Regions from separate parts of the Mus musculus genome. Here region 2 is linked to region 1. A link is a contact called in public Hi-C data. All regions are on one chromosome and are shown on one strand. Each heading gives the region's core, a stretch centred on a gene start, on an enhancer-like site or on the middle of the called end of the contact. The rest is flanking DNA. Distances are from core to core; before and after follow the strand shown. Region 1 holds the start of St6galnac3 (ST6 (alpha-N-acetyl-neuraminyl-2,3-beta-galactosyl-1,3)-N-acetylgalactosaminide alpha-2,6-sialyltransferase 3). Region 2 has its middle 26 kb from the start of 5730460C07Rik.

What was found. Hi-C and Micro-C count contacts between places; a contact is called where the count stands out from the background.
Region 2: a Hi-C map of CD8 T cells shows a contact between it and region 1, with 2.6 times the contacts expected there. The contact joins the enhancer-like site here to the promoter of St6galnac3 in region 1. A contact is called at or near these places in 1 of 39 promoter capture datasets (hippocampal neurons), 19 of 484 Hi-C or Micro-C datasets (CD4 T cells, CD8 T cells, CD8 central memory T cells and 10 more), 8 of 115 datasets of contacts at active chromatin or transcription factors (craniofacial prominence, embryonic hindbrain, embryonic stem cells and 4 more) and 3 of 9 other capture datasets (adipose tissue, liver and pancreatic islet).

What each region holds. Positions count from the first base shown.
Region 1 is chr3:153,720,475-153,726,477 of GRCm38.p6, forward strand. It overlaps St6galnac3 (ST6 (alpha-N-acetyl-neuraminyl-2,3-beta-galactosyl-1,3)-N-acetylgalactosaminide alpha-2,6-sialyltransferase 3), which reads right to left and starts at 4,659. Exons shown (of 5, transcript NM_011372.2): 1 at 4,571-4,659. The coding sequence starts at 4,588.
Region 2 is chr3:153,763,338-153,769,343 of GRCm38.p6, forward strand. No RefSeq gene overlaps it. Among named protein-coding and RNA genes, the nearest start is that of 5730460C07Rik, 26 kb to the right of the region's middle. Within about 2 kb of position 1,569, at least 44 of the 459 cell types and tissues checked have an H3K27ac peak or open chromatin away from gene starts, as enhancers often do. A contact at or near this core is called in CD8 T cells, CD8 central memory T cells, the G1E-ER4 cell line and 7 more, where this site is marked.

The DNA of each region.
Region 1 (6,003 bases), core at 3,409-5,908:
ACAATTATGCAATTTCTTATCAACTAGATACATTTATAAGGACGGATAACTGTAGAGGAAAGGAAACATAGCTGCATCTGTTTTGTATCTTTCCTATGCTCAGAAGTTTGATTAACAGGGGAAAACTTAACCTTCAAATCAGAATTAACTCCTAAATATCCATGGCCACAGACTGTCTGGTATCCACACCAGCAGTGGATACAGAACTCATTGCAATTCAACAAAGATGTGTTACATATCACAAGTGTACGAAATACTGTGCCCAAAAAGTACTTACTCACCACAGGAAGAAATCATAGAAGAAAACAGAAATTTTTATTACTCAAAACTATGAAGTTTCTATAACACCAGAAAGATAAATGGCTACTAGAAATGTAAATTTTAACTTCACTACTAACTAAAATTAAAGTGGCTACTTTTCTTGTCTAGTAAATTTTAAAGACTTGAATACCTGGCAGGATCCTCTCTGCTCTCTCTCTTTAGAGGCTGGGGCAGTGGAAGGCAGGGGACTCCGTAGCAAGCCTTGAGACCTCACTCTGGGAAAGCAGTGGCTATAGAGTTGAGGGCTTGCTGTCTATCAGGGCGATGCAGAAGAGCAGCCTAATGAAGGCAGGAAATGCACCCACTAGACTGAGGATGTCGCTTCCTGCAGAAAAACCAGCACACAGATATTCTCACTTCCCCTCACAATGACCTTTTCAGAGATGCAGGGTCACCCCATATTTTGGAAAATGGGGCAGTAATAAATTAAAAATTAAAAAAGAACTTTCTGTGGTTCAATCAGTAAGTGGTAGAGACATAATTAAACCACTCGTGTCTGTGTTTGGTGCCTTTGCAATGTAAAACAGGAATATGGATTCCACAATCTAAGTGACTCTTAGGAACCCAGTTCCGTGAGGAGAATGGATTCCACTCAGATGGGCCCTCAGCATGCACAGTGTCTCCACAGATCATCTCAGTGTTCCCAAAAGATCACCATCAGCTGCTGGGTCTCAGCTTTTCCTCTTAGAGATTCCGTTCCTATATGGGCAGCCGTGAGAACACGGTGGTGCTCTCCTAGGTAGGAAGGATGACGCAATCTCCTTGGATAAGAAGGGCTTTGCCCACAATTGTTACGTTTCTAAAACACGAGCTCCCTCGTGCTAGATCCTATTCGGCTCCGACAGTCAGTGAGAAGTGGACTTGGCTGTGCCCTGGCGGGGTCTGTTACAGTAAACCTCCATGCTTCGCCACGCCTTTCAAAAAACCCTGGCTAGTTTACTCTTCACAAAGTAGGGTAAGCAATACTCTTCTGCAAAGCGCTCATTTGAAAAACACGCCTCCCTCGTGCCAGGAAGAAAGCATTCTCATCGTTAGAGGGACAAGACCCAGATAAACACACCCAAACAAAACTCGCTCCTCATGGCTTTCCCTGCCATTTCCCGGCACTCGGAACATATAGCCCAAACCCCTTTCCTGTCTTACCGAATTTTCATAATATGTCACTCTTTGGTAAAATGGAATATTAACCTTCAGACCCAATAACCCCTTATCTTAGTTTTCTTTCTATTGCTGTGATAAAACACTGTGACCAAAAGCAACTTAAAGGAGGAAAGGAGTGATTTCGTTTTATAGTTTCTAGTCTGTCATTGAAGTCAGAGCAAGAATTCAAGGCAGGAACCTGGAGGCAGGAACTAAATGGGTCACTGGGGAATACTGCTTTCTGGCTTGCTCATCCATGGCCTGCTTACCCATGGTTGCTTTCCTATACCACCTAGGATCATCTGCCCAGAGGTAGCACCATCCACAACGGGATAAGCCCTTCCACATTAAACACCAAATGAGAAAACGTCTCACAGAGTTGCCTAAAGGCCAATCGAATGGAGGCTTTTTCTCAAGGGAGGCTCAAATGGGATACCCTGGCTTGTGTCAAGTTCACAAAAAACTAATCAGAACACCCCTTCTATGAGTATTTCATACACAGAAATACAGACAAACACGCACGGAAGACATAAATTATGTGTGTTATATGTGTGTGTATGTATAATTTATCTATATAAGTTGCACACATACATAAATACACAGGAGGCATACATATATGTACATTCACAGACGACATGAATATCAGATAAAATACAAATACTACATATGCTGTTCCCCTACTAATCTGCCCCCTGAAGGTTTGATCATAGGGCCAGGCTGTTTCCAATACTTAACTAGGTTCAGGGCTTTGCAAAAATATATATATATATTTCGTTAAAACAATGAGAAGTCTATCGTTTTCTATTTGCTACAACACTGTTAAAACCAATTATAGTAATTATACACATTTCTCACACTTAGGAAGAAGAGCGGCCAAAATCAAATGCAAAGGCCGAGCTTGTGCAGAATGCGTACCTTCTGTTCAGAACGTGGGCCCCATACTCCACCACGCGTAGCTTTATAAAGATGGCACAGGCTACAGGATCCTCAGGGACCATCTAGGACCAAGTAGGTACAGCCTGCACGCAGCAGGCTACCAGTAGCCCAGAACGGCCATGAAAGTGATCTGGGCATGAACGTGACCCAGTACATTTACAGACCACAACATCATGTTGCACAAAGTCACCACTAAAAGAGTAAAAGGAAAAAAAATTTTTAAATGCACCCCATTGCTTATAGGTGGCAGAGATTGAATAGTATAAGGACTCTCGGAGTCACCCCTAAAACAGTTTTAAAGTGTGAAGACAGCTTAAGATGGGGGGCTGGAATCCAGGTTCACTCTGTCCTTAACTTGGAGTTTAGGAAACTCAAGACTCTTTCCCTTAAAAGTGGAGTTGCAAACAAGCACTGTGGCCCTTCAGGGCTTACGAGGGAGCCAAAGTTATATCCTATGGAAAGACTGGGGGTTCAGAATGATGTAACTAACTCATCATTACTAAACATCAGGAAAGCAGTGGCTTTACACACCTGTATCCCTAAGTCCTTCTTGCCCCATCTCCGTAGCAACCTGACAGACTTTGTGTGACTATTTTGATCTTATGTTGAACAACTTAGTATTCAGAGTCGTGTAACTTGTCCAAGGCCACACAGGTGACCGGAGGCGGAGCCAGAATTCTGATGAATTTGCTTAATCTTTATTCATCTTGATTCATGGTTAGGGTTTGAAGGCAAGTAAGGAGGGGCTCCTCTGTGTGAGGGATGACAGGTGAGATCTATGTGTGCCCTTGGATCTGCACTAGAGATGCCTCGAGGGATCTGGGGATATAGCCCTGTGACCAGACAGGACCTTGGCATTTGTAAAAGTCCAATCAGCAGCACCACTCCAGAGCAAGCACACTCACACAGACAGAAGATGCATGACAGGGGAAAAACCAATAGAGGAAGACATGACCAACAACAGGACATGGCAGGCGCCTTGATTTCCTTTTAGCAAATGACACAAATAAATAGAGACGATGTGGTGACCTAGTTCCAGTTCCTGTGAGTTCAAGTTGCATTCTGTGATACCAATGGATTATTTCCTCCTAACTTTGCCACCCTTGGGGAAAAAAAAAGAAAAGAAAAGGCGTGGAAAGTGTTCCAAAACAAACGGCAAGCTCAGGAAAGTCACAATAAGGGTCTGCTGCCTCGCTTCATGAGAGGGAAGGATGACTGGTACAACTTCAACAGCAGCCCAAGACTATATTAAGTGCTACGACACACAAGACTGTTCTGTGTGGCCCTTGGTCACACAGCACCTTCTCGGGGCTGGAAACCGAACACCTTAGTTTTCTCTCCGGGATGGGAAACCTTCATGCTGCTCAAGTTTGGATCCACGGAGTCAGACTGGGCAACTGAATAAGGACAGCGAGGAAAAACCAGAACAGGCTAGGGAGTGAACTTTCTCGGTGAGTTGGAAACAAGTCTTCCCAGAAAAGGTCCTCACCAAGTAGGTCCACGCAAAGCCTTCAAGCCTGTGGCTAAGGAGTCACTAAGAACATGGAATGTACCAAGGCTTGAAAGAACTCAGCAAAATAGGGCTGGACTCTGGGTAGATACTGTCTGTTCACATGTGAGCCTAAGGAAGTCCAACATTCTACCTATGTCCATCTAATGAACTTTTCCAACTTAAGTCCCGGCACCTGGAGCTAGTTCCCCAGAAAACTCATCCCTACAGGGCTACCTGTAGACCTAGAAGTTTATGTGTTCCCGGGAGCAAAGGCTGCGGGCTCTCTGCACCCTCTCCTCCTCCTCTCAAACGCTGTGCCCCTCACCCATGCTGGGCCACTCCTTTTCAGCCCATGGCCCCCCACAGGCCGCGGGCTGCCCTGACCCAAGTCTCGGAGCACCCTCTGCTCCGCCTGCTATACCCATCATTCGGCACGCCGCCGCGCGCTCCCTGCCCAGCTCCTTCCAGACAGGAGCCAGCCGGCAGCAGTGCAGGCAAGGAGTCTGTGCCCAACGCACATTACATAGTCTCCCACCCAGATGCCTTGGCCAAAGGAACAAAAAGGAAGCCGACGCCAGGAAGAGACGGGCGGGCTGAGGATGCGGCGGGACCGCGGCGGGCTCCACGCCTCGGCGCACCCAGCAGGCGGAGCTCGCATGCGGCCCACCGCCGAGCTGTTACCTTGAGGATGCAGGCCATGGCGCTATGGATCGACCCTGTGGCTCGCTGCACCTCGGCCCCGCAGCTGGACCACTCCAGCCCACATTCCCGCAGAGCGAGCCGGGCCGCGGGAGCTGCGCGCTCAGGCCCCACCCCCGAGCCCCGCCACTGGCTGGCGCCACACGAGGCCCCGCCCCTAGTCACGTGCCCTCCGTGCAGCCCGCAACTGCTTGCTACTCCACCGCTGCTACTACTTCACCTTTTTTTCCAAACCCTTCTGCAGATGGAGGTATGTAAAGCCCGGCTTGCAGCAGACCCAGATCTGCTTAACCTGAGGACAGAAGGTGGCCCTTCCAGCTGCACTCGCCCATCAGAGAACCCACAGATGTGCCACTTTCCAAAAAGTTAGCTTTGTTTGGCACCATTCCGATGCAGGCATGGGGCCCATCACAGGATTCTTCGAAAGCAGCTGGAAGTGCCCAGGGCTAGCCCTTGGGCACTGCAGAATTCTGTGGTGTGCGTCTCTTGTTATGATTGATCGTCTGTCAACCTGAAAACACAAACAACTAGAGATGCTGAAAGATTGAACACTCTTGGTCTTCAAAAAAGAAGCCACAATCTTCACACAATGTGACATTGTGCACAGCATGTGTAGCATATGGGCACATAAACATATGCAGCTGTGACTGTTGTATTCTGTTGCAAGTTCGTAAAATGCTTATGTACACAATGTATAAAGATAATGTTCATGTGTGTACACCTATGTACAGAGTATGATGCACAGGACTTTGCTACTCACTACTACTATCTTGGAATTTAGAGAACTCAGTTAAAATTTCAACAACCAAGTTACATATTAGCTTTTCCTCTTAAGTCTGGACATCTAGGAAGGTCCTGACCTCCACCATGAACTGTCCTGTGTTAAAGAGCAGTGCAGATTTACCCAAGAGGTGACATGGGCAAACTGGAACCTGGTCCTCTCTGGGTCCTTAATGGACTCTGTGTGTCCCAAACCAGACCTGCTAAGAGAACAATCATTTCTACAAGAAGAGGTTATGCCCAGAGAGAGGAAAGGTCTGTAGATACACAAATTCCTGCTGTCTAGAAGTCACACAAGTCTTTAAATTACTCCCCAAAACATCTACCTTAAAGTCATCTCCCTCGCAGATTAGCTGGCCTGCACAGCATCAGGGAAAGCATGTGATCTGAGAGTGACCGAGGGTCATGAGATGGCTCCCACACCAACAGACAGGAATTGCTCAGGACATTCAACAGGAGAAATCACAGGGAAGATACTGAAAAGACTAGAGTCCTATTCAAACTGCCTGTTCCCAGGCAAGCTCTGTCTGTCTCCAGGGTGACTAAACTCTTCTCTGTTGCCACTTCCTCCCACCCCTCCCTCTGCCTTCAAGGCACATGTATTTTATAAGTATGGTTTGGTAAAGATCGCATAC
Region 2 (6,006 bases), core at 319-2,818, 40 kb after region 1:
TGTCCCTCAGCTACTCCCTGCCTTGTCCTGTGGACACCAGAACAACCAAACTTTCATTATTTATGAAGCAGGTTCAAGATGAGTTTTTATTTTCATCGCTAACTAAAATGTTTGGAACTTACACGCTTAGCAGGTTTAGAGTGTTTAATGAAAATAAGCAAGGGTCCTAACTAAACCAAAGAACTGTTTTCTAAGTCTGGAGGCAGTTAATATGTCACAACAAAACCCATTATATGGGTGGTTAATAATTACTAATAAAAACATTACAGAGAAAACAGACCCTGGAAACCAATCAAATCATTCTGGTCCCAAGCTTTCCCTACATTTGTTGAGCAGCTTTGGGTCGCTGCTGTGGGGCTGTGGTTTCAGTGGATACCATGCTGCAAAGCTGCAGCTTGGATTAGAGGAAGCATGGAGGAAAACAGCCTGAGCTTGCCACAGGTCTAGGCACATTCCTCAGTCAGAAGGACAGATTGCAGCCATCTGGATGAACTTCGAAAGTGCCCAGACTAGAGTCAGCAGAATTATCTTGTCACGCACACAAGTCCTGGTAGAGAAACTTATGTCACCTCCTTATGGAGTGGCTGTGAAATTGTTTTCTTACAAGAGAATCAAAGAAGAAGAAATGAGGGTTCAGAGGTAGTTATGCCTTCTCTGAAAATGTCCACTTAACAGGTGTCTTGACATGTCAGCTGGACACATTAACCGGACTTTATAGTGGACTAAATTCTATGTTTAGGCAGAGAGGGTGGCATCAAGAAAGGTTCCTCAGATCTGCCATCCCAACACCAACACCTGGAGGTGGAGGCAGAAGGATTGCCGTGAATTCAAGGAAGGCCAGCCTGGGCTACACAGTGAGTTCCAGATCAGGCTGAGCTGCAGAGTGGGGCAATGTCTCAAAGCGAAAGTTAAGAGAAGTACTGTGATGTTGCAGGAAAACTGGAAAATGACTCTTAAGCACTGTGGACAAAGCACTCGTGGGTGACCTTCTCACTATACTTGGGGAAAGTACCTATGTGTGAAGGTGACGCTGTGTTCTTTGGATTCATGATTGTATTTTATAAAAACTCTGACAAACAGTAGCTTTAAAGGCATCAGTGGATCATTTAAAGAAAGACTAAAGCTCACCTGGGCCATCTCACACTGTGGCCAAGAGAAAACTCCACAACCGTCACTAAGTGGAACTTCTCAAGTGCTGAGTGGAACCTTGCTTGTGTCCCAGCTGCCTGGAGAAAACTGGCGTCTTAGTTGGTTTCAACTTTTATTGTTTTGGATCATATTTCTCCCTATCCCTTCTCCCCCACCTCCTAACTACACACAATATTTTGAGACTGCCTTGAATTTGTAGGTAGTTTTTGGATCAAATAGCATGAGGAGATTGGGGACCCTCAAAAATGTGAGGTTCCTACTTGCTTTGGAAAGTCAAAAGTGTGAAGTTGAAAAGAAAAAAAAAAAAACATCGAAAAAACCAAAACCACAAAAAGTACTGCTGACTTGAATACTCAGCAAACAAACAGTGCACTGCAGCTGGAAACCGCATGACCTTTCTCCTGGTTTGTCAGGTCCTCTGTTCATGACCCCGTGGAAAATCAGACAAAACAAAACAAAAAACAGCTGGGGTGAGAAGGGAAGGAGGGTCTTCTGACCAGGGACTTCCCAGGGAACAAAGCTATCATGTCTGTGTGCTGCCACACTCTGACCCCCCACCCCTGCTAGGCTCAACAACTGCAACATTGTATCTCCGCTCTGCACCTGCCCTTTACCCTACTCCATCACAAGTACCAAAATACGTATTTCCTTTGAATATATGATAAGAATGCAATTTTATCTGTTGTTTTTTGAGACCTGTCATTCATTGAATATATGTGTTTTCTTCTCCCAGAAGGGACACATCTCCCTATTAAAACTTAGGTTTTAAGCCCCAGATAATGTCAGAAGCACCCCACCATCATAAGGGTCTTGCAAGACATTTTCTTTGTCCTGTACATGTGTCACTGGTGAAGATAAGTGATACCACAGAGACAGTTCTTATTGTTGTCAGATAAGTTCTCATTATGTAACCCAGGCTGGTCTCATGATCCTCCTGCTGCAGTCTTCTGAGGCTGGGTTGATAGGTCTGTGACCATGCCTAGCTGATGTGATGTTTTTAATAGTACCCTTTGGTTTCAAAAAAGACAAATCACTTAAAAAATTAGATGAGCCAACTGAAGTGACATCAGTGGAAGATTGCCCAGCATGGCATGATGTGCCTCTCTAAGGTCACAGCAAAGGAAATGGGGTTGTAGATCGCCCCAGACACACGTTATTGCATCAGGACCCTCTAAGTGTCCACTAGTCTAGCTTAACTCAGCAGCAGGAATGTAATTTACTTATCCACATCTTGAAATATTAAGAAATTTTTGCAAAAGTTGAAATTTCAAAACTGATCTTGAGTATTTCATATATTTTACTGTCAAATACCCTACTCTAAGCATTTGTGGTTTTGAGGCAGTATCTCACTACATAGCTCATCTGACCTGGAACTTTTGATACAGAGCAGATTGGCTCTGAACTCACAGAGATCTGCCTGCCTATGGCTCTCAAGTGCAGAGACTAGAAGCACAAGCCACTGCATCATGTCCAAACTACACACCACCTGCATGCATGTACACACACACACACACACACACAAACAAACAAACAAAACAAATATTTTTAAAGGTGATTTGAACCTCCCCCCACAGCTTTGCAGCAAGGTCAGAGGTCACGCCTCCCTTTCTGGCCTAGGAGTCTCAGCAGGCAATTCCTCTGCTCTCCTCGTTGCTCAGCAGGCATCTGGTTCCCAGCCTGAGCACTGTCCATATGTTTGTCTAACAGACACATGAAAGAGTTAGCCTAACTGATACCACTGACTCTAAGGGATTTCTGCTCAGCCGTCGGCTCCTCTGAGAGGAAACGCAGAGTTGAGCCTGTGAGTTGAAGATGAGCATACCTTCACTTGAGACTCTACACAAACAGCGTACAGCCAACACCATCTCCTGGCAACGTCAGCAACATTTAGACCAGGAAAATGATGGAGATAGTTGATTATAGATACAAAATGCAAAGTGGAAGTTACAGCTCCACCAACTCCAACTCCCAGAACAGTCCACAGAGTAGAAAACAAAGGTGGAAGATGCCCTAAAGCGCAAAGGAAAGATCAGAACCGGCACGGCCTTCTTCCATGACAAAGCCTGCCTATTACAGATTAGGATGCTGGGGCTCAAACCTGGGCCTTACACATGTTAGACAAGCATCTTCCCCAGAGCTCAAACCCAAGCCTCTGATTCCTTTTATAAACAACACTGAAGATGACAATCAGCACTGCACAGAACAGGTATCAAGAGGCACACAGGTTTCAAGTTAGGTAGTGGACTAGGGGCTGCCTCTGTGAGAGCTGCTGAGGAGAAACTCAGAGTCAAGAACATATTCATGTGCTGTGGGGATGGCTCAACAGTTAAAAGCACTGATTCCTCCAGAGGACCCAGGTTCACTACCTGACACCCACACAGCATAGCAACCTACCCCTGTCTGTATTCCAGTTCTGGGGATCTAACACCCTCTTCTGGCCTCTGTGGGTGGTGAATAGACACACACGCAGGCAAAACATCCATACACAGAAATTGAAGACAACAGACTTCATCCCAAAGACAGAAGCAGAGGAACTTTAGAAATCCACAAAGTACAAGGATTGGGGGAAGTAGAAGAGAAGAGACTGCGACATGGAGAAGCAGCCTTCGTGCACAGTCCCTGCTGGCCCCTGGCAGTTTCTGAAAAATAAAGCAGAGGAGAGCTTGCAGCCCCACCCCAGGATAAGCCCTCCATGCCCAGGAACCTCAAGTCTATGTATTGGTTTCGGTGAGACAATGTTTCTGAAGGACTGCCAGGGTCAGCCACAGGACAGGAGTTTTATTGTCATGTTTTGTGACTCAGAGCAGTGGGCAGACATTATATTAGCAGAAAGTCCTTTGGGAATAACAGAGCTACCTCAGAAAATGACATCAAAAAATGTCTCCAGGTCAGGGAGTCACAGGTTGGTCTTCCACAACCCCTGCATGAGGAAAAGCCCAAAGAGACATCTGTGGAGAGCAAGAAGCTCTTCAACAATGTCCAGCAGAAGTATACAGGTGTCAGGACTGAGAAGGCTAGCTCAGAATGGAAAGTGCATGAACAGGGACAGAGCTCAACTAAGAATGGCCTGATATCAGAGTTTGATAGCCTGAGCCTTCACAAAATCATTTTACATGGATTAAAGACATGAATATAAAATCTGAGACTTTGAGACTGCTAGAGGAAAACATAGGCAAAACACGACAAGACGTGGGCATGGGCATGGGCATGGGCATGGGCAAGGGCTTTCTGGAGCGAATTCAACCAGCGCAGGAAAGACTCCCAGGAACTGACAAATGCATGAAATTAAGGAGCTTCTGTACAGTGAGAACAACAGCCAGCGTGAAGCAGCATGCTAGGGTCGGGTGAAGCATCTGTACCAACTACCTGTCAGACATGGGATTAGTAAGTAAGACATGAATAACTACAGAAATTAAATCCACAAGTGGGCTAATGAACTAAGCAGACTGTTCTCAAAAGAAGAAAAACAAGTAGTCAATATGTCCCTGGGAAAGTATTTACCACATTAGCCATCAGAAAAATACAGATCAAGATGGATCTGAGAGTCTATCTCACACCGGTCAGAATAGCTGTCACCTAGAAAACAAATGATAAACTGGGCTGGTGAGGACGTGGAGAAGGGGAACCCTCAGTTCACTGCTGGTGGGAGTGTAAATGGTGTGGCCACTGTGGAAATCAGAACAGGGGTTGTTTATAGCAAGAACGGTAGACATCCTGGAAAGCAGTTCATAAGACTTGGAAAGTGAAAAGGAGGCTTTTGGAGACTCAGGAAGTTAAGTTGCAAGTCTCAGGAAGTTCCTGAAATTTACCAGACTCACAAAGCTTCTTTCTCCCTGTGGTTATGTAAACAGTGAGGACTACTAAAGAGTAAGCTGTAGAGCTACCTACAGAGTCATTCAGAGCACTCCAAGGCACAAGTTTTTAGGAGTCATCACCCTGGCTGGTTTGGGCTTTTTCATGATGTGGTTGTGTCTGAAGCATCCTTGTACCTGTGAGCAACTCCTTATCCACCCCTGTAAATAACTAAAATAGATCCACTGGTTCACCAAGGTGGACTTTAGTGCTCTTATGGCTTTGATGTGTGGTCAGTTCTACCATCTGGTGTAACAGACATTTGTTCATGACTCCTCAGGAATAGAGTAGCAAAATTAGGTTTTACTAAAGAAACCTCAAAGTAGATCTCCCACCTGACCGGGTTATACCACTCAGTATACACTCAAAACCAACCATGTATGTACCACAGAGATACGTTCAGTGCGTCTGTATTCATAAGTACACTACTCACAATAACCAGGAAATGGGTTCACTGACAGATGACAGACAGGAAATGAAGTCATACACACATGGAATTTTATGCCCATGTACAGAGGAATGAAAGCCTGACCGGTACAGGAAGTATATTAATTGGCTTAGTAACTGCCAATAACCTGGTAGGAAAAAAAAAAGAAAAAGATGTAACCCTGAACAAATCACAGTGTGGGAGTAAAAATAATTAAGGGGGTCTAGCAAGATGGCTCAGTGGGTAGCGGAGCTTGCTGCTAAGCCTGACCATCTGAGTTCAATCCTAAGAAGCCATGTGGGAGAAGAGAACTGTAAGTTGTTCTTCAACTTCCACATGTGTTCTGTGTCACACATGTGCATATGCACACACATAAATAAGTAAATACAGAAATGTATAAATGTAAAGCATTATAAAATAATAAATGAGAGTTCAAAGCCCTACATGCTTTACAGTTCATAAGAACATCACGGTACTGAAGCCTATCGGTTTTCACCAACTGACTTAGGAGTATTACGTATAAAATAAATCATCTAAAAACACAACAGTCAAACATCCACGATGCATGTGTGTATGAA